Regions from separate parts of the Mus musculus genome. Here all the other regions are linked to region 2. The links are chromatin contacts, called in public Hi-C, HiChIP or PLAC-seq and promoter capture Hi-C maps. All regions are on one chromosome and are shown on one strand. Each heading gives the region's core, a stretch centred on a gene start, on an enhancer-like site or on the middle of the called end of the contact. The rest is flanking DNA. Distances are from core to core; before and after follow the strand shown. Region 1 holds the start of Rasl12 (RAS-like, family 12). Region 2 holds the start of Pclaf (PCNA clamp associated factor). Region 3 holds the start of Herc1 (HECT and RLD domain containing E3 ubiquitin protein ligase family member 1). Region 4 holds the start of Spg21 (SPG21, maspardin). Region 5 holds the start of Mtfmt (mitochondrial methionyl-tRNA formyltransferase). Region 6 overlaps Plekho2 (pleckstrin homology domain containing, family O member 2). Region 7 has its middle 22 kb from the start of Gm51712.

Region 1 (2,981 bases), core at 335-2,834, 490 kb before region 2:
TGTTTTTTGTCTTTTGTTTTCTGACTGGTATAACAGGACCCCCCAGAACTTAGTCAGGCCCAGACCTTAACAGAACCGACTCCATGATGGAAGTACCATTCAGGCCACAAAATGTGGCTCATATACAGCACCACCTGCCCAAACAAGAACAAAGACCTGATTCATTAAAGCCCATAGTTCTGGGAAAGTCTCTAACTGCTTTTCTGGCTTCTGTAATTCTGATTCTGGCTAACTGTTCTTGCTAACTGATATGTGTCAACCTGGGAAATAGTTCTGTGCTGAAAAGCTCACCCTGAGAAAGGCCCAAGGCTACACTGGGATCCCAAACACCCAGTGTAATTGCTGCCTAACTAACAAAGACTTTCTATTAGCTTAACAGCTATGGAAGCAGGTGGATTCCCCTCACAGTGGGTGAATGGGTGACAGCTCACCATTATGGGCCAGGAATGGGATGGAGCTAGTATGCCCTTCCCTCTCCAGCATCAGTGTTTTCCAGAATACAGGCCTTCAGGGTTCTAGAATTTACTCAGGCCTGCCAAAATCACACCCCAAAATTTGCATTTATCTGCCCATTGGTATTTATAGACAGGGACATCAAAACCCAAAGAAGGGCTGGTCCATTGCTGCTATTGCGTTGCAAAAAAAGAAAAAAGAAAGAAAGAAAGAAAGAAAGAGAGAAAGAAAAGAAACCCAAAGAAGTGGGTGATTTTCCCAAAGTTATCTCAGCAACTAAGCTCTTGTGCCCTATCTCCAGCATAGCCTGATCTGAGACCCCAGGGAATGACCCCTACTTCATCAACCTCATCACCAAGCTCAGAACTGCTGTCCACTCCAGAACAAAGAAGACACATTCACATTTTACTCCTGTCAGGGAGAAAAAGTATTCCAGGATGGATTAGATTTCTGGAAGCCAAACCTGTAGAAAGCTTTACGTTTTAGTGGCATTTATCAATTATACATAATAATGAGTCTTGATGTGACATTTTCACACATGCATCTAATGCATTTTGGTCATAGCCACAGCCCCCATAGTCCCTCTCATGTCCCTACCACTCACGTATCCCCTTCCTCTTCCCAGTTACCTTCCTTCCAATTGTCATACTTTTGATTAATTTTTGGCGAGCCAATGAGTTCAAATAGGTTTACTTACAGGAGCGTGGGTGAGGTGTTTTATGTTTGGTTTGAGACAGCCTCACATGTAACTTAAGCTACCCTGGAATAGCCCAGGTTGGCCTCCAATGCACCACTGCTGCAACCCTCCTTCAGCTTCCCAAATGCTGGGACTAGAAGCATAAAACACCTGGCTAGGTCATGAAGTCTTAGCAAGGGGCACAAATCCTTTGTCCCAGGAGCCTGAGTTCTGCAGCGATGCTACTTGGAGTCGCCCATGCAAAACACAGAAGTAAAGTGCTGAGGGTGAGCTGGCTGTGGTCTAAAGCAAAAGTGACACAGAGACCCACCAGGAGGCAAGGAGTGCAACCCTGGTTGCAGGGTGCTCTGGCTGGGGGCTCAGCGGCTTTTAAAAGGCAGTTGGAGCATGGAGGCCACGCCCCGTCCACGCCCCTCCTCCAGCGGGCGGACACCATAGTCTGAGTGACTGGGGGCGTGCAACTAGCAGCCCATCGGGCCGGGAGACCGGCGTGGCCATCTGCAGCTTCGCCATGTCGTCGGTGTTCGGCAAGCCCCGAGCTGGCAGCGGGCCGCACAGCGTGCCCCTGGAAGTTAACCTGGCTATCCTTGGGCGCCGCGGAGCGGGCAAGTCTGGTGAGTAGCTTGGAGAGCGGAGGATGAGGGCAGCTTCATCCACCAGCTCTCAGGGGCTTGCTTCTCCCGGTGGTTGGGTGAGTCCCTAAGACTGCTTTTTGCCTCAGTTTCTCTGTTGCAGGCTATCACTCTCGCCTTGCTTCTCCATCGCTTTGGTTATCTTTAGCTGCTTGCCTGCCTCTGCCTCTGTTCTCGGTGCCTGTGACTCCTGTCCCCCCCCAAATTCTCTCTTTGTGTTTCTCTTAGTTCCTCTACTTATCTGCATCCCTAGGACCAGCAGCCAAATCTCATCAGCTGACACTAACGAGACCTGTTGGCGCTGGTCTCCAGTCCTGGGTCCCCTTTGAATTCAGTGGCATCTTTGCTACTCCTTGATCTGTGCTGTCCACCCCACCCCCTCCAAGAAACTTAGTAGAAGTCATTTGAGATTAGAATTTCTCAGGCTTGGGCCACTCCTCCACTGCCAACCCTTGGGACTCTGAAACAGACTATTCTTATCAAATGTATTTGTTTCAAGCCAGACCCCTCTTGACTTTCAAGAAAGTCTGTAGTCCCAGGTGCCAAGACCTTGTCCTTGGGAAACCTGGGATCTTGGGCTACTACTAAGATAATTTCTGTCATCCTAGACCTTCATCACTTCTAAAAGTCATCACAGAGACCCCAAAAGGAGTGTTTGCCCTGCTCTCTGACACTTAAAGACCCAACCAGCTGAAGATGGGGGACCAGAAGGGGCTCCTCTGGCTACCCAGTTCCAGCCTACAGCGAATGGCCACCAGGCCTGTGAGCTATGACTTTCCTTCTCTTCCTTTCTCTGAGATTCTCTGAGGAAGTTTGAAGTCAGCACTCCTGGCTCAGAAGTGGAACCCAAAACACGGTTTTCCTTTGAAAACCAGCCTGTTCCCAGTGACTCAACCAATGGTCAGCTAGTGACTACACGGATGAAGGAATTCTCTTTTATTTTTGAGGCAGTCTCATGTAGCCCAGGCTGTCCCAGAACTTGTTATGAAGGCAAGGATGGCCCTGTATTCCTGAATCCTCTACCTTCCTCTTCCAAGTGCTGGGTTTGTAAATGTGTACCACCATTCCTGGCACTGGTAAACTTGGGGATGGAACCCAGGGCTTCGTACGTGGTAAGCAAACACTCAACCAACCAGGTAACATCTTCAGTGCCAGAAAGTTTAGAATATGTGTTCCCTGGCTAGTAGTTTGCCAACGGG
Region 2 (3,226 bases), core at 197-2,696:
GGCTCCTTTTTTCTTGATGATTTATTTTATGTGCATTGATTCCCATCTTGCCTGAGTGTGTCTGTGTCAATGTGTCAGATCCCCTGGAGCTGGAGTTACAAACAGTTGTGAGCTGATATGGAGGTGCTAGGAATTGAACCTGTGTACTCCAGGGTCCCTGGAAGAGTAGCCAGTTCTCTTAACTGCTGAGTTACCTCTCCAGCTCCTGTTTTTTCGGTCTAGCTCTTTCCTTTCCTTCCTTCCTTTCTTTTTTTAAATAAACGATTTATTTTAATTTTATGTGTATTGGCATTTTGCCTGCCTGCATGTCTGTGTGAGGGTGCCAAGTCACTTGGAGCTTGGTTACTGCCATGAATGAACTGCCATGCTAGTGCTAGGAATTGAACTGGGTTCCTCTGAAAAAGCAGCAATACTCTCAACTACTGTGCCCCTTTTCTTTTCTTCCTTTCTATATTTTTTTCTTTTTTCTAAAATATTGTGATCTAGCCCAGACTGGCAAGGAACTCACAATTTCCCAGTCTCTCTGCCTCCTCAGGGCTGAGATTACAAGGTGCAGTAGGCCTGGCTTTAAAATCTTTAAATTGAATATACTATTAATTGTTGATTTGGTTAAGGCCCTGAATAGATTTCATTGCTGTTCAAGCATAATTCACTGCAGAAAAGTAGTTCTGTAACATGCTGAAGGGTCATCTTTTAAACAAGCATTAACAGACAGCATTCTGCAGCAAGCACATACGGTTTTGTTTCGTGCATGGCATTCAGAACAAACACAAATTCTTAGGAATATTGTAATTTGAAATATGGGTCAGACAATATGATCTCTTTTTTGCAGGGTTATCCTCACGTGGGTTGGTGCTGTGACCCTTTTACATTTGGCATTTAAAAAATTCTTTGGCCATGTTTTTTAAATTTTATTTACTTATTTTTATATGTGTATGGACAATTTGTCCTAATTTTTTGTCTCATGCGATCTGAAAACGGTTTTTAAAACACTGTAAACTAAATAAACTAAATTGAGTTTTCCTTTCTCCCGCCTCAGAAAGTTGTTTTAGAACACAGTAGGGTTCATCCTTAGGATACTAAACTTTAGTTATGATTTACATAGAAAAGTCCACTTAATTTTCACTTTCAGTGTTTAATTATCATGGATTTAACTCTGGTAACTTTTGAAGAAATTTTACAATCCCTATCTCTACTTGGTTTTATTTTGGCTAGTTCACAACCTATCTACCTCACCTCCATACTTCGTGCCCCCCTCTTCCCCCACCCAGAGTCCTAGCACCGCCTACCAGGGAGGTACAAATCACGACCACTGGGGCTGATGGACTGACTGGCCAGCAAAACCTTAAGTCTCGAGGCTGTCACTGCTGGACGCTGTCAATTGGTCCAGAGTGAAGGCGCGGAACCAATAAGAATCGAGGTTCTCAAGCGCTTGGAGCGCGCGGGAAAGAGACCCATTTAAACGGTGGCGGGAACATCATTTTCGGGTTCTTCTCTAATTGAGACATCTGCAGTTGGGGTGACGGTGAAAGTTGTCTCTTCTTGTGTGAACATGGTGCGGACCAAAGCAAACTACGTTCCAGGAGCCTACAGAAAAGGTAAATGATGCAGCGAGGTGGCAGGGGGTTCCCTAGGCAGCCTGTCCAGGGGTGGAGACGCCCATGGCTGCCTCCCATTGAGCAGCTAGAAGGCAGGCTCCCGGCCCTCACTGCTAATAAGCTGCAGAGAACAGGCAAGGTCGTTTGCTGCTGTTCATCTCCCTCCTCTTTACTGGCCTGGGACTGTTGTAGAACAAAGCTCGGGGATCCGAACCCTCCTGCCTTTTCTGAACGCCCCTATTTATCTCTCTCTGCAGCGGTGGCTTCTCAAGCCCCTAGGAAGGTGCTTGGCTCCTCCACCTTTGTCACCAATTCTTCAAGTTCGTCGAGAAAAGGTAGGAAGGGTCGTGGAAGCTTCTGAAGTAACACCCCGAGAGCATCAGGCCGGGCAAGGCAGTACTAACCTGTGTGGTCCTGACCCGCGGTGGATTTATTTTTACTTAGTTTCCTTCCTCTGGAATTTGTTTCCGTTGACATTCTCACACCTAAATTTCTTTCTCGCCCTCTAAGGGAGCCTTAGTCTTTCAGCAGGCTTGGATGGGGGTGAGGGTCCAATGGAAAATTCATGTCTTGGTGGTGAGGGGCAGTATATTTTTAAACTTTTTTTTTTCTTTTCTGAATGGTGTTTTAAAAATTGTTAACAGTTACTATTTTCTTGGAGGCTACTTAAGTGTCTCCTCATTAGATTTATGGTGATGATTGACTGTACTACCGCGTTTCCGGTTGGGGGATGTATGTGAGTGTCTGTTTGACCATGCATGCAATCTTTGGGAACTGAACCCTGGGCCTTCCTTGCCCATGTTGAACAAGTACCCTACCGCTGAGCTAACCACACTGCCCCAGATTGGTTTGCTTTTGTCTCTGCTTTTCCCTCCTCCTCTACTCCCCAGTTCTTCCCCTATCCGACCTTCCTTTTTAACTCTCTCCTCCCTTTTGTTCTCCCTCCTTCCCTCCCTTTTCCTTCTTCCAAGGTCTCATGTAGCCCAGGCTGGCCTCAACATTTTTATGTACAAAGAACACCTTTGAACTCCAGATCCTTCTGCCCTCCATCTCCCCACTGCTGGAATAACACACACACACACACACACACACGTTCTCATGTAATTCAGGGTAGCCCCAAACTTGTTACGTAGCTAAAGCTGGCCTTCAACTTCTGATCTCTCTGTCTTTAAGATCTTCAATTTAGGGGATTAGCAGGTCAAACTTGGGTTTCCAGGATTGTAGGTGAGATTCACCATTCTCCTGTTATATTTTTTAAAGGGGCAATTTTCTCTGAATTTTGATTTTACATTCCTATATTAAAATATAACCAGGAATGGTATTTTTCTTATGCAAAGGAGCCAGCAGCTTTGAAAAGTAGGATTTACTCTTATAGAAAGCTTAACATTTCCCCTTCCCCAGGTATTGGGGATTGAATCTATGGCCTTGGGCATTTCAGGCAGAGTCCATTGCTGAACTGTGTTCTTAGCTCTATCTGTAATGGGGAGAGGGCTTGGGATTGGAGTTTCAGTAACCTGCCTGCGTTGGCTTTGTGCTTGCTTGGTAATACACGCAGGTTTTGAACTTTGGATCCTTCTGCTTTGTCCTCCCAAGTAGCTGAGCTTATAGGCCTCTGCCACTAGCCTGGC
Region 3 (2,996 bases), core at 313-2,812, 460 kb after region 2:
CAGGGAGAATCAGGAGGCCAGGTCTGCTTTGATATGAAAAATATGCACCTCAGTCCCTTCTCCCCAGGACCAAAACCAAACACCTGAGACCATAAAAAGCACTAGCAACAATGTCATCACTCCATGCTAATCTGCCTCTCATACCTAGACTAGAACACACATCTTATACATAGAAGTTTATATGCACCATTAGAAGTTCTATTTAGTGATTATCTCATTATCTATACTCCTCTAAGGAGGAACCCTGTCATAATAACTAATATTCTAAATGAACAGATTAGGAACTGAGGTCCAGGGAAGCCAAGCAAGCCATTCCAAGTCACACACAAAGCTGAGAGTAGCTTTTGTCTTAGGCTAAATTTGTATGATACACATTTCCAATTGAACCAAAGGGGAGGAACTCAGTATGTGGACCAAACTGGCCTCAAGCTCACAGAGATTGCCACCCCACCCAGCTGCTTATACCATGTATGTTTATGTCTTTAGCACAAGAATTTTTTAAAAAGATTTTATTTATAACGTCCCCCCTTCCCCAAAAGCCTTTAGTCCCAGCACTCTGGAGCAGAATCAGGAAAAAGCCTGGTCTTCAGAGAGTTCCAGGACAGCCAGGGCGATGCAGAGAAACCCTGTCTTGAAAACAAAAACAAATTCATGTGTATGTGTGGGTATGTTAACGCGAGTGCAGGTTCTTGTAGCGTTCAGAAGTGAGTGTTGAAGTTACAAGTGGTTTTGGACATCCTGAAGTGAAGTGAAGCCAAGTCACTCTGTAAGAGATAGCCCTCTTAACCGCTCTCTCTCCAGAAAAACCTTTTGCTGAAGGTGGCTACAGTGGTGAGATTGGGAGTCCTTAAGTACAGAGGCATTCAACAATATCAATTCAACATTTGAGCGCCTACATCTATGCTAGACGTTGGGCTAGATGACCAAGTTAGTGTTCTTCCTCAGAGTGCATCACTGTATAGGTCAGGGTCAAGACCTGTACTAAAGGTCAATCCTCCCGTGTTCCTCAGACAGGGCAGAAGTTGGTCAACTTAAACACTTGCTTGGGCGTAAACTTAACCAGCCACAAGGTTAAGGGCAGACTGTGATGGGAGATAAAGGGAGTAGAGCGCCCGGCAAGCAGCCGAGATAAAGGGGTGTGGCCGGCCGCAGCTTTTTCTCTCGGTCCTCGGCAGCCCCGAGGCCTCGGCAGCATTCGGACCCCGATCCTCTTGCAGACTGTCCCGTACTCATCCTGAACACATCCACGCTCGCCTGATCCTTCAGCGCCCTTTGTGAAATGCCCCCAATTGATAGTTCCCTACGGGCACACGTGACTCCGCGAGGACCCAGCGGTTAAGAGACATGGGGCGGTAGAGTGTCCCCAGTACCCTCACAGGAAGGGTCTCCCGGCCGGCGATGTACTCATCGCTTTCCCATCACTGCCTAAGCCGGCATCTTCTCTCCCTTTTCCTCTCAGGTTGCCTCCCACCTCCCGCGCGAGGCCCGGAGGAGGCAGGACCAGCGCTTCTGATCTCGCGAGAGTTCCCTCATAAGTCCCGCGAGACTCGCCTGCCGCTGCCGCTGCCGCCGTCGCTGCCGCCGCTGCCGCCGCCGCCTCTTACGTCTTTCCCTTTGACAAGTCGCCGCCGCTGCAGCAAAAATATAAAGGACGCGGCTAGCGCGGCCGCTGGCCAGCCGGGTGCCGGGTGCTGGAGCCGCACCCCATCGCCGCCAGCTCCCGACCCACGTACGGTAGGTAACACGTTCTCTTTCGCCATCGTGACCTCCCGAGTGTGTGATCGGCTGGCCCGGCCGAGCCGCTCGGGGCCGTTCCGGGGCCGCCCGCCGAGCGGGACTGCTGGCTCCGGGTGGACGGCGGGCGGAGGCCCGAGGAACCCCTGGCCCCCTGGAAGCCTGTTGGAAGCCGAGCCACCTGCCGGAGGGAGGGACCCGCCCCTGAATAAGCTTGCAGTCTGCGCCCCTCAGCGCCTCAGGGGTCGCGTCTGTGACCTTCTCCCCTTTATCCGCTATCGAGCGCGTCTCTCTTAGCTGGGACTGGGACTGGGGAGCGGCTCTCCCATCTCTTCCTCTTGAGGAGAGTCGCGACTCCGGTGCTCCCTGTCGCCGGCCGACTTCGGAGGGGTGGAGGTTGAGACCGTGCGTCTTTCTCCTCGTCTGCGCTTTTGGGTGGGGGCTGCTCATCCTTTCGGTAAACCTTTCTCTGAATCTCTCTTCGGATAAAATAACAATTTCTAAAGCCCTTGCTACCTGGAGCGGAGACGAGGCGACAGTTGTGTAGTCTCCAGGGTGAGAGGTGGATGGTGGTGATGACAGGAGCTAACCCTGGGAACAGTGATGGGTGGCAGGTTCCCAGGAGACACGAGGACAGAAGCTTGGTACCTACCTCTCCCAGGAGGTTATGTAAAGACGCGATGTATGTATGTATGTATGTATGTATGTACTATGCATGCATGTGTATGGTAGCTGTGAAGCACAGGGACAAAAATCTCCATTTGCGTTAGTTTTAAAAATGTGTGTAATACCTTGAAGGTGTATAGGTAATCAAGAGTGATAAATTCCAACGAATTAATAACCCATCTCCAGAGATAGCATTTCACTGTTAATATTTTGATATATTTCTAACAGACTCTTTTGTTTTTTAAGAGTACCTAGCTTGTCCTTGAATGGTACTTCCTTATTTTATGTATGTTCCCAAAATGATTTGTTTTATTTGAACCATTCCTTTGGCCCACTTGATTAAGCCGGGTTACTTGTTCATTATCATTGGCTGTTCCCAGCCGTCACCATATTTCATTGTGTCTTCTTTCAAAATGATTGTTGCTCAAATAGCTTTAAAAGTCAAACCTTAACATTGTTCTTTTTGGATATAATATCTGAGTTATTTTTATAGTTTTTCTTTTTTTGTGTGATGAGTCCTCTAAATCGGGCCGGTGTTTATATAAAGAAAAGAAAAATTAATTGCGATGAGGAGAAAGTAAGCTTCAAAGTTTTTA
Region 4 (2,854 bases), core at 217-2,716, 430 kb before region 2:
CTGTATCTACCACTTTTTGCTATAATTTTGAACAATTCAGTTAGCTTTGAGATACAGTACCACTATTTGAGATCCTTCTGCCTCACCTTTTTGAGAGCCGAGACATCACTATGCATTGGGGAAAATGTGTCTGGTGTTTGTCTAAGTTCTAGACTGGAACCTAAGACTCCTGAGCCATAGATCAGTGTTTGGTTGTTTTGTGGTTTTGTTTTTGTTTTTTTGAGTCATTGTTTTCGTCTGTGCTCTCTAGGCCTGGAGAGATGGTTTGGTGGTTAACAAACTTACTGCTCTTCCAGAGGACCAAAGCTGAGTTCCTAGTACCCAGTCAGGCTTGATCCATCTTAATCATCTGCAGTTCCAGCTCCAGGGGGTCCAAAGCTGGCCTCAGCAGGCATCAACACACACACGTACACACACACACACACACACGCACACACACACGTACAGGCACACGCACACACACACACGCACACGTACATGCACAGGCACAGGGACACGCACACACACACACACACACGTGGGGGCTGAGAGATTGCTCAGAGGTTAAGAATACATATTACTTTTACACCCGTGTTAGGCAACTCACAAACACTTGTAATGCCAGCTCTAGGATCCTCCTCTGCCCTCCTTATAAACTACACTCATGTGCACCATATATTCTCTCTCCCACAAACACACACACGATTAAAAGTAATAATAATAAAAAATATTTTTAAAAGTCCCTAAAACATTAGGATCTTGCTTTAGGAACCTTACAAATTTTCAAACAAGATTGACAGGTCACTCAATATTATTATGCATTATTTCAGAGCAAAGCTGTAAGCTAACTGAAAGGTGTTGTGGCATCTGCCACATCTCTCGTAAGAACAGTGACTAGACTGTGCCTGACAGAAGAGGGCAAACCAGCGCTGAGTATACCCCCTCAACATCAGCACAAAGCCATAAAAGGAGACAAGGCTTTGAAAGGAGGTCAGAGGACAGCGTCTATACAAAAGGTAAAAACAATTTTGCTGAGAAAGCATATGCAGTTGGGAGGCTGAAGGGGAATGGGACATGGGAGGCAGAGACTAAGGGAGGGTGATGATCCAAATTCTTTATATAGGTATCAAAATGTCCTAATTAAGCCATTGTAATGAACTGATATATACTAATGTTTTAAAAAGACTATGTCAAGGCCTATTCACCAAAGCTATGGACCAAAAGTGTCTCCCCACCAAAGCATGAAGACGCCTAAAAACCGAAGTCAGAAGCACATCCCCGGGGCCTACAGCCTAGATTTTTCACTTCCTCCTCCATGCTCCTGTCAGAAGTGACCAAGAACTGACCCTTATCCACCACCAGCCTCCACAGCCTCTAGGACACCGCAAATCTCAGAACAGGGCCTCCCTTGCCAGCCCCGTCGCCATAGTAACCACCAGAGCCCCGCCCCTTCCTCGCCATCTGGTCCCGCCTCCTCGGAACCCGGAAGCGGGAGGCGCGCCCGGGGAGCTCGCAGTACCAAAGCTGGGAGGCGGTGGCCTCTGGCTGCTCGGCCGCGCGCCCCCTCTGCCCGCTGCTCCCGCGGGGCTCCTGATCTGCGGCCGCCGGTCCAGTCCGCGCCCCGCCGACTCCATCCTCTGCGCCCAAATCGGGGCGAAGATCCGTCTAGGCTGGAAAGAAAGGGACGCGGGAGCGGCCACGGCAGGTGAGGGGCAGGCCCTGGAAAGCAAGAGTGTGGGTGTGTGGTGCGTGTAGGGTTGTAGGTGGGCGTGTATCGAGCATGCGTGACTTACGAGCAGAGTTCACGAGTGGGCAGGTCCTTGTGACCATGCACGTGATCCATATCTCTGTGTGTGCGTGTGGTGCGCTCTCGCGGGCGCCTGTGTGTGTCCGATTGTGCCTGTGGGTCTGTCTAAGGTTCAGCCTCGGTTCATTGCGGATTGTTGTTGTTTCTGAACTGGTGGAACCCAGGGCGGCCCCTATGGCGATTGGTGCCCAAAATCCTTAGTCAGACATCCTCATTTTCTTGAGCCACCCATCCTGGGGCAGAAATTCAGGAGCATTTTGGTTTCAGTCAACTTTTAAGGGCTGCGAGTAGAGTTGTTTTAAAGATCCTACCTCAGACTAGGTGTGAGGCCTGTGAAAGAGTCATGAAGAGTGTAGCAGGGCGAGAGAAACCCCCCCCCCCTTTTTTCTTCTTTTCCCAGGGAGTTAGAAGTTAGGGGCTGATGTTGTTTTGTCTCCATCTGCAGTGGTCTAGCTTCTCTTTTTGCAAGGATTCTGCACATTGGGAAGCCGTCTAATAGCTGTGTATGAGTTTTCAAAAAGATTTTACACCAGAACCTTGAAACGAGTGGTCAGAGAGAAAGATGTGCGGGCAGCGTCTCCTCTCATGATATTTAGAGAGAAGTGGATAGGTTCCTGGAGAAAGGATAAATCTTACCTGAAGAAATCTCCAAAAAGATGGCTATTTAATACATATAGGTGTGGTGAAGGATGAAGATGTGTAGTGAACAGCCCGCCGCAGGGCCTTAGGTGTAGTTCAGTGGTAAAAGCCCATGGTGAGCGTTCCCCAACACCGAGAACCATAGTTATGTCACCTAGAGGCTCTCTAGTTCTAATAACCTTTTTAATTGGTTGTATTAACAACCACAGATTGTCCCTATATAAGACACCTATACATTGAGATAAAGGACCAGCAATATGTGACTGACCGTGTGTTAAACATTTGTAGAGGCGATTTCCTCAGCTATGAACTGCAGGTTCTGTTGAAACTCTGAAGGCCAAGTACATGCTCTCTCACAACTAGCCAACTTACTGTCCAGCAACGCAAGGTCCAAGAAGAGCTGGGGAGCCTTAGCATCCTGGCCAGCGG
Region 5 (3,176 bases), core at 221-2,720, 450 kb before region 2:
TGCTGACCCATCTCTCCAGACCCATACTTGAAGATTTTGCTTTTTAGTGGTGTGTTTGTCGCATGACTGCAGTGCCTGCAGGGGCCAGAAGAGGGCAGTGAGTCTCCTAGATCTGGCAATGTGTGTGCTAGAAAACAAACTCAGGTCCTCTGCAAGAACAGCGAGCATCTTAACCACTGAGCCGTCTCTCCAGCTCCAGTAGGTCACACCTTCAGTCGGTATTCAAAAGACAGCACCTTGAGTGTCAGAATCATGTTCCACTTCCCCTAAGTTAGGATTCTGGGACTGACTTGATCAGAGGAGGATACGGCTTGGCATCACATCTCATTTCCCTCATATGGTCAGATGCACCGGCTAGCAGCATCATAATCTTTGCCTCTCTTTTCTACTTAGCCCAAGGAATTTGCCGCTCTCTGGGCACACATTGGCCAACTTTCCACAACTATGGCAAACAAAGCCGCTCTCAGTTTTGAGGGGACACATGGAGAAAAAAATTATTGAATCTGTGAGGTAGGAGTTCAAGGCCTCAGGGAGGGTGTTGTCTTAGCACTGAAAAATGGATACCATTTAGTGAGGAAGAGAGGAAATGTGAGGTGGATGGAACGCTCAAGGGCACAGAAGCAGGGATCCTCAAAACTAAATGAAAGACTGCTCCAGGGCCTCTGGCTTTCAGGCCATGTGACAGGAATTAGATGAGAGAGGAACCTGATGCTGCTCTATAGCCAGAGCCAGCGTCACAAGCATGACCCATGTTAAGGACCCCAGTGTACCTTGGAAACACATATCTATCTGCACACCATGGTCTTCAGAGGTCTTCAGCAGATAGCCCTCACCCCTCCGTTTCCCTACAGTCTCCCTATGGCATCCCACATGGGAGGCCTGAGAATCTAAGAGTCTTGGATTCCTGAAGTGACTTCAGACAGGTGAGCAAACCTTAGTTTCATTGGGTGTGGAAATCCTGAGTTGCTTAGTAGTTAAGATTGCTGTTCAGGTCGAATGGTTAGGATCATGGCTTTGGAGCTGGAGGGACAGGACCCCTCGTTGCAGAGATGGCTCAGCAGTTAAGAGCACTGGCTTCCCTTCCATAGGACCCAGGTTCAATTCCCAGGCCCATGTGGCAGCTCAGAACTGTCTCGAGTTGTAGGGGATTCCACACTCTTACACAGACATGCATGCAGGCAAAGCACCAAAGCACGTAAAACAAAAATAAATTAAAAAAAAATTTGTAAAGTTTTAAAAAATAGTTTCTTTTAAAGGTTTGTTTTATTCATATGAGTGTCTTGCTTGTGTGTATATATCTGCAGTGTTCTTTGAAGAGCTTGGCTGAATAATACACATCAAAGTCCCCTCAAATTTCTTCCTTAGTGGTTCTTCAGTTGAGCCACGCCTCCAAAGCGGCAGGCCCCGCCTTGTCGTCTGCGCGTGCTTGGGCCTTTGAGCTCTTTGCTCCGCCCCCCACCATGGGCACGCATGCGCATGGTGGGCCGCTGCGGGCCGAGGTGATGCTCCTTCCGCGGTGCTGCTGGGGTCGGTGGCTGATGGGAAGGAGGCCACGCTGTTCCTGTCAAGCACCTGCCGGGTTCGACGGGAAGGACGGCCGAGGTTCCCGAGTCCGCGAGAAGCCGCCTTGGCGGGTGCTGTTCCTCGGCACCGACCACTTTGCCCGGGAAACGCTGCGGGCGCTGCACGCCGCCAGGTACCGGGGCAGGGTCCCACGCCGAGCCGCGGTGGCGACCCCAGGGCAGCGAGGTCCCGGGAAGGCGCCCTGTTGGGTCCCGGCCGGCAGAGCTCCTGTGGCTCCTGCAGCATCTGCCAGCAGACCCTCCATCTCCCCGAGCCTGGGAACCGGTACCTGGAGAGGCCCGGCCAGTACCCAGGGTCGTGGGCGGAGCCGGTTAGCTGAAAAGGGCTGTGACTCCAAAGTTCGTCCCTTCCTGGTGTTGGTGGCCTCCGTTTCCTTGCCCTTTTACACGCCTGTGTTTTCAAATGAATACATTTCTAAGTTAGAACAGTTTCATATACATATAATATTTATGCGATTTAACTAACCTTGTCTACTAGGAAGAAAGTTATTTGTAATTCACCCTTTCCTGAAAGGCTGCTGTGTCTACCGCCCCACTTCCCTGGAAGGATATTTGGTTATTTATCGGTCCCTGGTTTCCAGGCACTTATCTCGCCTCCATCCCTGCCTTCCTACAAACACTTTTCTTTTTAAATAAGATTTTTACTTTGAGATTTTATTTGTATGTGTGTGTGTCTATGAGCATGTACGTGTTGGTGCCTGTGGAGGCCTAAAGTGAGTGTCCCATTCCCTGGAGCTGGAGTGACAGGCCCTTGTGAGCTACACCCTGTGGATGCTGTAAGAAGAGAGCTGACTTCTGAAAGTTTTCCTCTCATTTCCACACACATGCTGTAGCATACGCCTGCACACACGCACACAGTAATAATAGCACATGCCCACACCATGCACACAATAATAATAATAAAAGACAATTTAATTTTTAAATTATTAAATTTAAACCCTGTGTGTTGGTTGCAAAAAATCTTAATTATTTTAGCTCTAAATGTACTATGGGTTTAATCATAAAAATAGCTTTGCTGTGCATGAAATAGTTTAGCTTTGGGCTGTTGCCCTGACACTGTCAAATTTTTTTTCCCCCAATCTTTCTGATTCAGAGACGGCAAAGAGGAAAAGTTAATTGAGAAACTGGAGGTTGTCACAGTGCCTTCGCTATCCCCCAAAGGACTACCTGTGAAGCAATATGCTATTCAGTCTCAGCTCCCGGTGTACGAGTGGCCCGACGTGGGATCTGGAGAATATGATGTTGGGGTAGTGGCTTCCTTTGGCCGGCTTTTGAGTGAGGCTCTTATTCTTAAATTTCCCTAGTAAGTTTTACTTATAAGGAAATACAGTGTGGCGATCATGTCTTTTTTATGAATGGGTCTAGCAACTAAAATGCCATAATTTAAACTGTTTGTTTGTTTTCTTTCTTTCTTTTCTTTCTCCATTCAGACAGGGTCTCATTATATGTAGCCTTGGCTGTCCTGTTGCAATTCACTATATAGAGCAGGCTAGCCTCAAACTCACAGAGAAATCTGCCTATATCTGTCTCCTAGGTGTGTAGATTAAAAGTGTATACCATCAGGCCCAGATTAAACTATGTTTTCTTCCCTGT
Region 6 (3,167 bases), core at 600-3,099, 320 kb before region 2:
AGAGCACTGGCTGCTCTTCCAGAGGTCCTGACTTCAGTTCCCAGCACCCACATGGTGGCTCACAACCATCTTATATCCCATCATAATGGGATCCGATGTGCCTCTTCTGATGTGCCTGAATACAGCTACAGTGTACTCATATAAATGACATAAATAAATCTTTTTTTAAAAGAATTAAAAAGGAAAGCAGGGAGCCAGCAAGGATTAGGTAGATGTGCTAACTGCCAAGCTTGACGCCCTAAGCGCAGTGCCCAGGACCCACGCAGTGGAAGAGAAATGACCTCCTCAATCTCTCCTCCAGTCACCACAATTACAGTATGCCACATGTCCCTCTACCCCACAAGTAAATAAGTACGATTAAAAGATTTTTATGAGAACCCCCACACCCAGGTAACATCTTGATCAACGTTGAGATGAGGCTGACCCAGACCTCAGTACTTTTCAGGGCAGATGGCTGTATGACTAAGGTAGCTAACCGCTGATCTAGATGGCTAGGGCAGCCTGATCTCTCTATCCAAGTCCATCAGGTGTCATTTCCCATTTTTGCTTGTATACGTCTCTTTCTACCCCTGAGGCTCAACCCTGTCCAGGTTCTTCTATGAAATATACACAGCAGAAAAATTCTATTCTGAGAAGCTCCCTGCTACCTGCCATGATCCCCCAAACCTTAGTGTTCTTGTGTCTTACCCACTGCTGGGGGAACATGCACCGCCAGGTACAAATACCATGTTAGATGCCAGGAACACTAAGCCCTGACACAAGAGAGCACAGAGTCCTATCTCATGCCTGGATGGTTCTATGCTATTCTCAGTGCATCTGTCTCCTTGAGGCTCCCCCAGTGGCACTCTACAGGAAGAAGGTCTCAAGAGAGGAACGCCGGGACTGGCTACAACTCTGGTGCTCAGAACGCTTGCTTAGAATATACAAAGCTCTGGGTTTAATCCTCCACACCACACAAACCAGGCATGGTGGCCGTCTTAAGGGCTGACAACTTGAGAGAGTCACTTCTCTCCTTCTACCATGTGGGTCCTGAGGACTGGATCCAGGACGTCAAGCTTGGCAGCTATCTTAGTTTATCATGTGATAAACACCATGACCTGAAGCAACTTAGGGGGAAAAGGGTTGGTTTCATTTTACAACTTGAAGTCCGTCATTCAGGGAAGTCAGGGTAGAAACAAGAAGCTGGACATAGGAGATGATGGAGGCCGTGGTGGAACGTTGCTTCCTGGATTGCTCCCCATGGCTTACTCAGCTTTTCCATTGCACCCAGCGCCACCAGCCTGAGCGTGACACCACCCACTGAGGAAAGACCCAGGGGCACCAATAATCAAGCAAGAAAATGAACCACAGGCTTGTCCATAGACTAGTCTGGTGGTGGCATTTTCTCAAATGAGGTTCCTTCTTCCAACATGACTCTAGCCTCTGTCAAGTTGACATAAGAACTTGCCAGCGAAGGGTCACACACCTATAATCACAGGACTTGGGTGGGGGAGGCAGGAGAATTAGAAATTCCAGGACATCCTTAGCTAGTGTGACTACACAACCCCTGCCTTTAAAAATAAAAATGTACATAGGGCCAGTCTGCTAGAATGGTGCCCTGCCTTTATAGTTTAAGGCTTACAAAGTCTTCCTGGGCTTCCAGAAGAGGCTACAGCAACAGCACCACCTATCTCTAGGCTCCCCCAGTGGACTCTCTTAGGAACATAGTCAGTCCATCTTTACCGTCCATCTTTACCACCCAGCTCCCCAAGGCTGCCTGGCTTGGGACAACTCAACATGCCAGTGCTGAATCATTCAGGGCCTTCTGCAGTTCAGAGGAAAGGAGAAAGCAGGAGGCACTGGGCGGGGGCAGCATTCTTTGGAACATCAGCCTCTGACAACACAGAAACAGCCAAGAGCCAAGAGTCTGCACTCGCCTTGCTCCTCACAGCAGAAAGAGGAATTGAACCAATAAGCACGCCTCAGTTCCTTCTTTGGGGCCAAGTTCCCGTCCCTGGGTGCTAGGTTCTTGGAAGAGTTAAGTTTTTAATAAGATTTTTTTTTTAAGTGTGATTTGGATTTTTCATGTTTAGGGAATGTGAAACCCTCCCTGCTTCCCAGCTGCGGCCAGATGTGGAGAGGCAGTCTAGGACATGGATGGCAGCGCCTGGTGGGCTGACAGCTGAGAGCCAGTCATCCAACCCCTACAGCAGCTGGCACTGGAGAAGCCATATCACACACACACACACACACACACACACACACACACACACTTTTTTTTTTCTAATAAAAATATCCCTTGGCTGCCGCTTTCCCAGCTGTGGCACATCCTAATTTGGTAAGTACAGAACATCTGGGTGGCTGTCTGCACACTGCCATTCCTTGCTGTTCTTCCACGGCATCTCCGTCACCCTGACTCCTGGGGACTCACCCAGGACAGGCAAGGTGCCCTTCAAAGGCAACTCCTTGAAGCCCTTAGGTGGGGTTTATAGGCCTTCTTGGCCCAAGGCACTCAGGAATTTGCCAAGCTGCCTTAACGAGGTGGGGGGGAGTGGTGCTGAAAGAGGTTGCCAGGCAAGATGCAAGCCTTCCATCTTCATGGATTCTATCTTGTTCTATATAGGGGGTTCCAGGCCAGGTAAGAATGAATAGGGAGACCTTGTTTCAAAAGTAAATAAATAAACAGATAGATAATAAACAGATAAGTAAGATAGATAGATAGATAGATAGATAGATAGATAGATAGATAGATAGATAGACAGATAGACAGACAGACAGAGAGACAGAATAAATAATTAGGGTCTGGATAGATGGCTCAGCAGATAGAATCCATGTGTGCAGTCTTACCACACTCTCACATTCTCAATGGGTAGCCTGAACCCTGAACCCTGGTAGCCTGAACCCCAGCACCAAAAGGAAAAGTCACCTTCCCTCCAAGTCCTCATATAACAGCATTTCGGATGCTTCCTTAACAAACAATTGTAGCTTTTATTTGTTTGTTTGTTTGTTTGTTTTGAGACAAGGTCTTACACTATAGTTGAGTTGGCCTCAAACTCAGAGCAATGCTCCTGTCTTAGCCTTCTGAGTGTTGGGATTATAGGTGTAAAGCTGGCAGTCTTACTGTTCTTAGTTGTCCAAATGCTAAGCCTGTTGAGAGTGGGGAGGGGACAAGAGTCTAATTAGGAAGG
Region 7 (3,201 bases), core at 342-2,841, 350 kb before region 2:
GAGAAAGAGAGAGAGAGAATGTGAGGACCTGAGCTGAGACGGCTTAGTGTTCAACAGTGCTTTCTAGTCTTGCAGAGGACACGAGTTCACTTCCCAGCATCCACACCAGGTGGCTCATAGATGCCTGTTAACCCCAGTTCCAGGGAATCCTACTTCTGGCCTCCAAGAGTTTTGAATGCCCAAACCACAGGCAAACACATACATGTAATAAAAAAATATTTAAGACAATTTTTTTAATGGGGAAGGGGGAATGGGTTGCTAGAGAGAGATTGCTCAGTGACTAAGAAACTGGCTACTCTTCCAGAAGATCCTGGTTATATTCCCAGGACTCACATGGTGGCTCACGCCTGTCCATAACCTAGCTTCAATGATCCAGCACCCTCTTCTGACATCCGTGGACACCAGGTGTGCACAGTACACAGACATATGCGGAGGCAACACATCCATATACATAGAATAAACATGATTTTAAAAAGCAAACAAGCCGAGCTCGATAACGCACACCTTTAATTTCAACACTCCGGAGGCAGCAGGGACTACACAGTGAGATCCTATCTCAAAAAATAAAAATAAATAAAGTAAATACAGCCATCAAACAATTATTAGTGGGGACTTTCTTTTTTGAGGGAATTCAAGGGTTCAAACCCAGGACCTTATACATGGCAAGTAAGTTCTCTGCCACTGAGCTACATAATCCAAATGAGTTGTTGTTGCTGTTGTTGTTGCTGTGGTTGTAGTTGTTTTGAGACAGGGTTTCTCTGTGTAGTCCTGACTATCCTGAAACTCACTCTGTAGACCAGGCTGGCCTCAAACTCAGAGATCAGCCTGCCTCTGCCTCCCAAGTGCTGAGATTATAGGTGTGCACCACCACTTATAGGTTTGAGGCAGGTTCTTATATATCCCAAACTGGCCTCAAACTCATTATGAATCAGAGAACTACTTTGAATTCCTAATCCTTTTTCCTTTACTTCCCACGTGCTGAGATGACAGGTTTGGGCCACCATGGCTGGCTTTTACTATCTTTTATGGATTTATGTATTTATTTTTATAGTGGATGTGGGCGTGTGCTATGGTATGTGTGGAGGTCAGAAGACAACTTGAGGTGTTCATTTTCTCTTTTTACCACGTGGGTCCCTGGGCGCAAACCCTGGTTGCAGGCTTAGTGCCAAGTGTCTTTACCTGATGATCCATCTTGCCAGCCCCATACATTATCTTATATATATGTATATCAAATGCAGTGTCTGATTGAATTTCTACAAAGATAAATGCTTAGCAAATAGGTCTCAGGAAATGGGGCCCATGTGCCCAAGCCTAGGCTTTTGCTGTGGTTACACTGTTTGGCACCAAGCCAGGTCTTTCCTCATCACCAGACGCTTTGAGTTGCTCACCCACTGAAGCTGCCCATCAGGGGAGTTATCACTTCTAAGTTGCTCGTACTCTTTGCAGTGGCCTACGAACCTAGGAGAGGACCAGCCGCGCTACAGAAGCCCAGCCTCCAGCCCATCTCTAGGCCTCCATCCCCCAGGCCCTCGCTGCCTGCATCCTGGGAATCCCCTCCCACCACTTCCCCTCTTGACTCATCTCAAGTCACATGAGGAACACATTTGTGAGGCCCTGACTCAGCCAGTGCTAACGGACTAATGAGCCTCTCTGCTCTCCTATCTGGTGTCTGTCAGGCAATAGAGATGGCATTTTGAGAGCAGAGAGGACAGCCGGAGCCCGGAGGAAAGGCTCTCACCCATCTGGCTCCTCCTAGCTGACTACTTCTGCCTCCTGCCAGACCCTCCAGACCATGGGGATCCATGCTCCTCTTTGGCCAAGCTCTGTCCTCCTGAACTTGTCCCTTCTGCTTTCCTACCCAGGTCTGCCTGCTATGTCCTCTGCGGCCCAGAGAGCAGGAAGACCCACGTTTAAGTTGGGGCTCTGATTATCTAGGCGAGTCCTCTGCCTCCCTCGGTGACCTCATTTATCCCATGGACGTGTTGAAATTGCTACTCTACCTTTCGCTGATGTGAAGAGAACCAAAATAGTTCAACCACAATGAGGAATCGGGTCACACCAGATAGAATGGCTATCACCAAACTAAACAAATAACAATGAGATGTCAGAAAGAGGAACTCTCATACTCTGTTGGTGGAAATGGAAATTAGTGTAGTCACTATGGAAAACAGTGTGGAAGTTCCTCAAGAACTAAAAATAGATGTATCATATGATCCAGCTATCTCACTACTAGCTGCATATCCAGAGGAAAGGGAAGTGAAGGAGTGCGTTGAGGAGGAGAGAGCTGTACTTCCATGATGACTGTGTTATTCACAGGCTCCAAGGTACAGAATTAACCAGATGTCCACAATGAAATCGAACACATACACACAACCTGACCATTAAAAAAAAAATCAATGAAATTCTGTAATCTGTAGCTCCACAGATAGAACTGGAGGTCGTGAGGCCTGGGTGGATGCCTCTGTGGGTAAAGGGCTTGGTATGCAAACCTGAGGACCTCTGTTTGATCCCCAGTAATCTATGGGCATTTGCAGCAGCATGACCCATATCCCTGTGTTGGGAGGTGAAGACAAGATCTCCAGGGATCGGTGGCCATCTAAGCTAGCCAATCAGTGAACTTTGGGGTCAGTTTAAGACCCTGTCTCAAAAGGCAATTCGAAGAATGATAGACAGGACCCAAACTGGACCTCTGGCTTACATAAATGCATACATGGACAAGCAGAATATGTATACATATACAAGACACACCTCAAGACATCAACAATAGCAGCAAGAGAACTGAGTGATATCATGTTAAGTGAAATAAGTCAAGTATGGAAAGACAATAATCACCTGTCTCATATCTAAAGCTAAAACAGTTCATCTTAGAGCCATAGAAATAGCTGGATGGGTAAAGGTATCTACCACGAGGCCTGATGACAAAAGTCATCCCTGGGACCCACATGGGAGAAGGTAAGGATTGATTCTCAAAAACTGTCCTCTAACCTCCTCATGTACCCATGGCACATGTGCCTGCCCACCTGCTCACACAAATACAGAAAATGTCATTTAAAAATTGGTATTTTCAGATAGGGTCTCTCTATGTGGCCCCGGGTGGCCCAGGACTCTCTAGACAGACCAGGTTGACCTTAAACTGATAGAGATCTGCTTGTTGCTGCCTCCTAAGCGCTGGGATTTAAATGTGTGCACTATCATGTCTGG

Evidence for each region. Promoter capture Hi-C pulls out the DNA fragments that hold promoters and counts their contacts. A called contact is a pair of places that touch in the nucleus more often than the background predicts. HiChIP or PLAC-seq counts read pairs in DNA pulled down with a chosen protein or histone mark.
Region 1: a contact with region 2 is called in a promoter capture Hi-C map of neural stem cells. The contact joins the promoter of Rasl12 here to the promoter of Pclaf in region 2. A contact is called at or near these places in 7 of 39 promoter capture datasets (the C10 cell line, the HPC-7 cell line, cranial neural crest and 4 more), 1 of 115 datasets of contacts at active chromatin or transcription factors (large pre-B cells) and 1 of 9 other capture datasets (macrophages).
Region 3: a contact with region 2 is called in a promoter capture Hi-C map of liver, with 2.9 times the contacts expected there. The contact joins the promoter of Herc1 here to the promoter of Pclaf in region 2. A contact is called at or near these places in 6 of 39 promoter capture datasets (cranial neural crest, erythroid cells, frontonasal cranial neural crest and 3 more) and 1 of 9 other capture datasets (pancreatic islet).
Region 4: a contact with region 2 is called in a promoter capture Hi-C map of hippocampal neurons, with 3 times the contacts expected there. The contact joins the promoter of Spg21 here to the promoter of Pclaf in region 2. A contact is called at or near these places in 9 of 39 promoter capture datasets (the C10 cell line, cranial neural crest, erythroid cells and 5 more), 1 of 484 Hi-C or Micro-C datasets (CD4 T cells), 6 of 115 datasets of contacts at active chromatin or transcription factors (astrocytes, bone marrow-derived macrophages, effector CD8 T cells and 3 more) and 3 of 9 other capture datasets (adipose tissue, liver and macrophages).
Region 5: a contact with region 2 is called in a Hi-C map of B cells, with 14 read pairs. The contact joins the promoter of Mtfmt here to the promoter of Pclaf in region 2. A contact is called at or near these places in 7 of 39 promoter capture datasets (the C10 cell line, cranial neural crest, frontonasal cranial neural crest and 4 more), 1 of 484 Hi-C or Micro-C datasets (B cells), 1 of 115 datasets of contacts at active chromatin or transcription factors (memory CD8 T cells) and 3 of 9 other capture datasets (adipose tissue, liver and macrophages).
Region 6: an H3K27ac HiChIP or PLAC-seq map of microglia shows a contact between it and region 2, with 6 times the contacts expected there. The contact joins the enhancer-like site here to the promoter of Pclaf in region 2. A contact is called at or near these places in 2 of 39 promoter capture datasets (3T3-L1-derived adipocytes and erythroid cells), 4 of 115 datasets of contacts at active chromatin or transcription factors (effector CD8 T cells, embryonic stem cells, memory CD8 T cells and 1 more) and 2 of 9 other capture datasets (liver and pancreatic islet).
Region 7: a contact with region 2 is called in an H3K27ac HiChIP or PLAC-seq map of microglia, with 4 times the contacts expected there. The contact joins the enhancer-like site here to the promoter of Pclaf in region 2. A contact is called at or near these places in 2 of 39 promoter capture datasets (hippocampal neurons and macrophages), 3 of 115 datasets of contacts at active chromatin or transcription factors (effector CD8 T cells, memory CD8 T cells and microglia) and 2 of 9 other capture datasets (liver and macrophages).

The regions. Positions count from the first base shown.
Region 1 is chr9:65,396,904-65,399,884 of GRCm38.p6, forward strand. Rasl12 (RAS-like, family 12) reads left to right here and starts at 1,585. Exons shown (of 5, transcript NM_001033158.2): 1 at 1,585-1,764. The coding sequence starts at 1,662.
Region 2 is chr9:65,888,877-65,892,102 of GRCm38.p6, forward strand. It overlaps Pclaf (PCNA clamp associated factor), which reads left to right and starts at 1,447. Exons shown (of 4, transcript NM_026515.2): 1 at 1,447-1,598; 2 at 1,856-1,933. The coding sequence starts at 1,553. All of the region lies in intron 1 of Trip4 (thyroid hormone receptor interactor 4), which reads right to left.
Region 3 is chr9:66,348,888-66,351,883 of GRCm38.p6, forward strand. It overlaps Herc1 (HECT and RLD domain containing E3 ubiquitin protein ligase family member 1), which reads left to right and starts at 1,563. Exons shown (of 78, transcript NM_145617.3): 1 at 1,563-1,734. It overlaps Gm30447, which reads right to left. Exons shown (of 2, transcript XM_006511600.4): 1 at 1,734-2,996; 2 at 1,438-1,631. The coding sequence starts at 2,184. The coding sequence ends at 1,456.
Region 4 is chr9:65,459,471-65,462,324 of GRCm38.p6, forward strand. Spg21 (SPG21, maspardin) reads left to right here and starts at 1,467. Exons shown (of 9, transcript NM_138584.2): 1 at 1,467-1,684.
Region 5 is chr9:65,434,312-65,437,487 of GRCm38.p6, forward strand. It overlaps Mtfmt (mitochondrial methionyl-tRNA formyltransferase), which reads left to right and starts at 1,471. Exons shown (of 9, transcript NM_027134.3): 1 at 1,471-1,696; 2 at 2,677-2,886. The coding sequence starts at 1,503.
Region 6 is chr9:65,567,747-65,570,913 of GRCm38.p6, forward strand. The region is part of intron 2 of Plekho2 (pleckstrin homology domain containing, family O member 2); the gene reads right to left. Gm51712 (a long non-coding RNA gene) reads left to right here. Exons shown (of 3, transcript XR_003948345.1): 3 at 2,073-2,654. Among named protein-coding and RNA genes, the nearest start is that of Gm51712, 5.9 kb to the left of the region's middle. Within about 2 kb of position 1,850, at least 99 of the 459 cell types and tissues checked have an H3K27ac peak or open chromatin away from gene starts, as enhancers often do. A contact at or near this core is called in 3T3-L1-derived adipocytes and microglia, where this site is marked.
Region 7 is chr9:65,540,265-65,543,465 of GRCm38.p6, forward strand. No RefSeq gene overlaps it. Among named protein-coding and RNA genes, the nearest start is that of Gm51712, 22 kb to the right of the region's middle. Within about 2 kb of position 1,592, at least 245 of the 459 cell types and tissues checked have an H3K27ac peak or open chromatin away from gene starts, as enhancers often do. A contact at or near this core is called in effector CD8 T cells, liver, macrophages and 2 more, where this site is marked.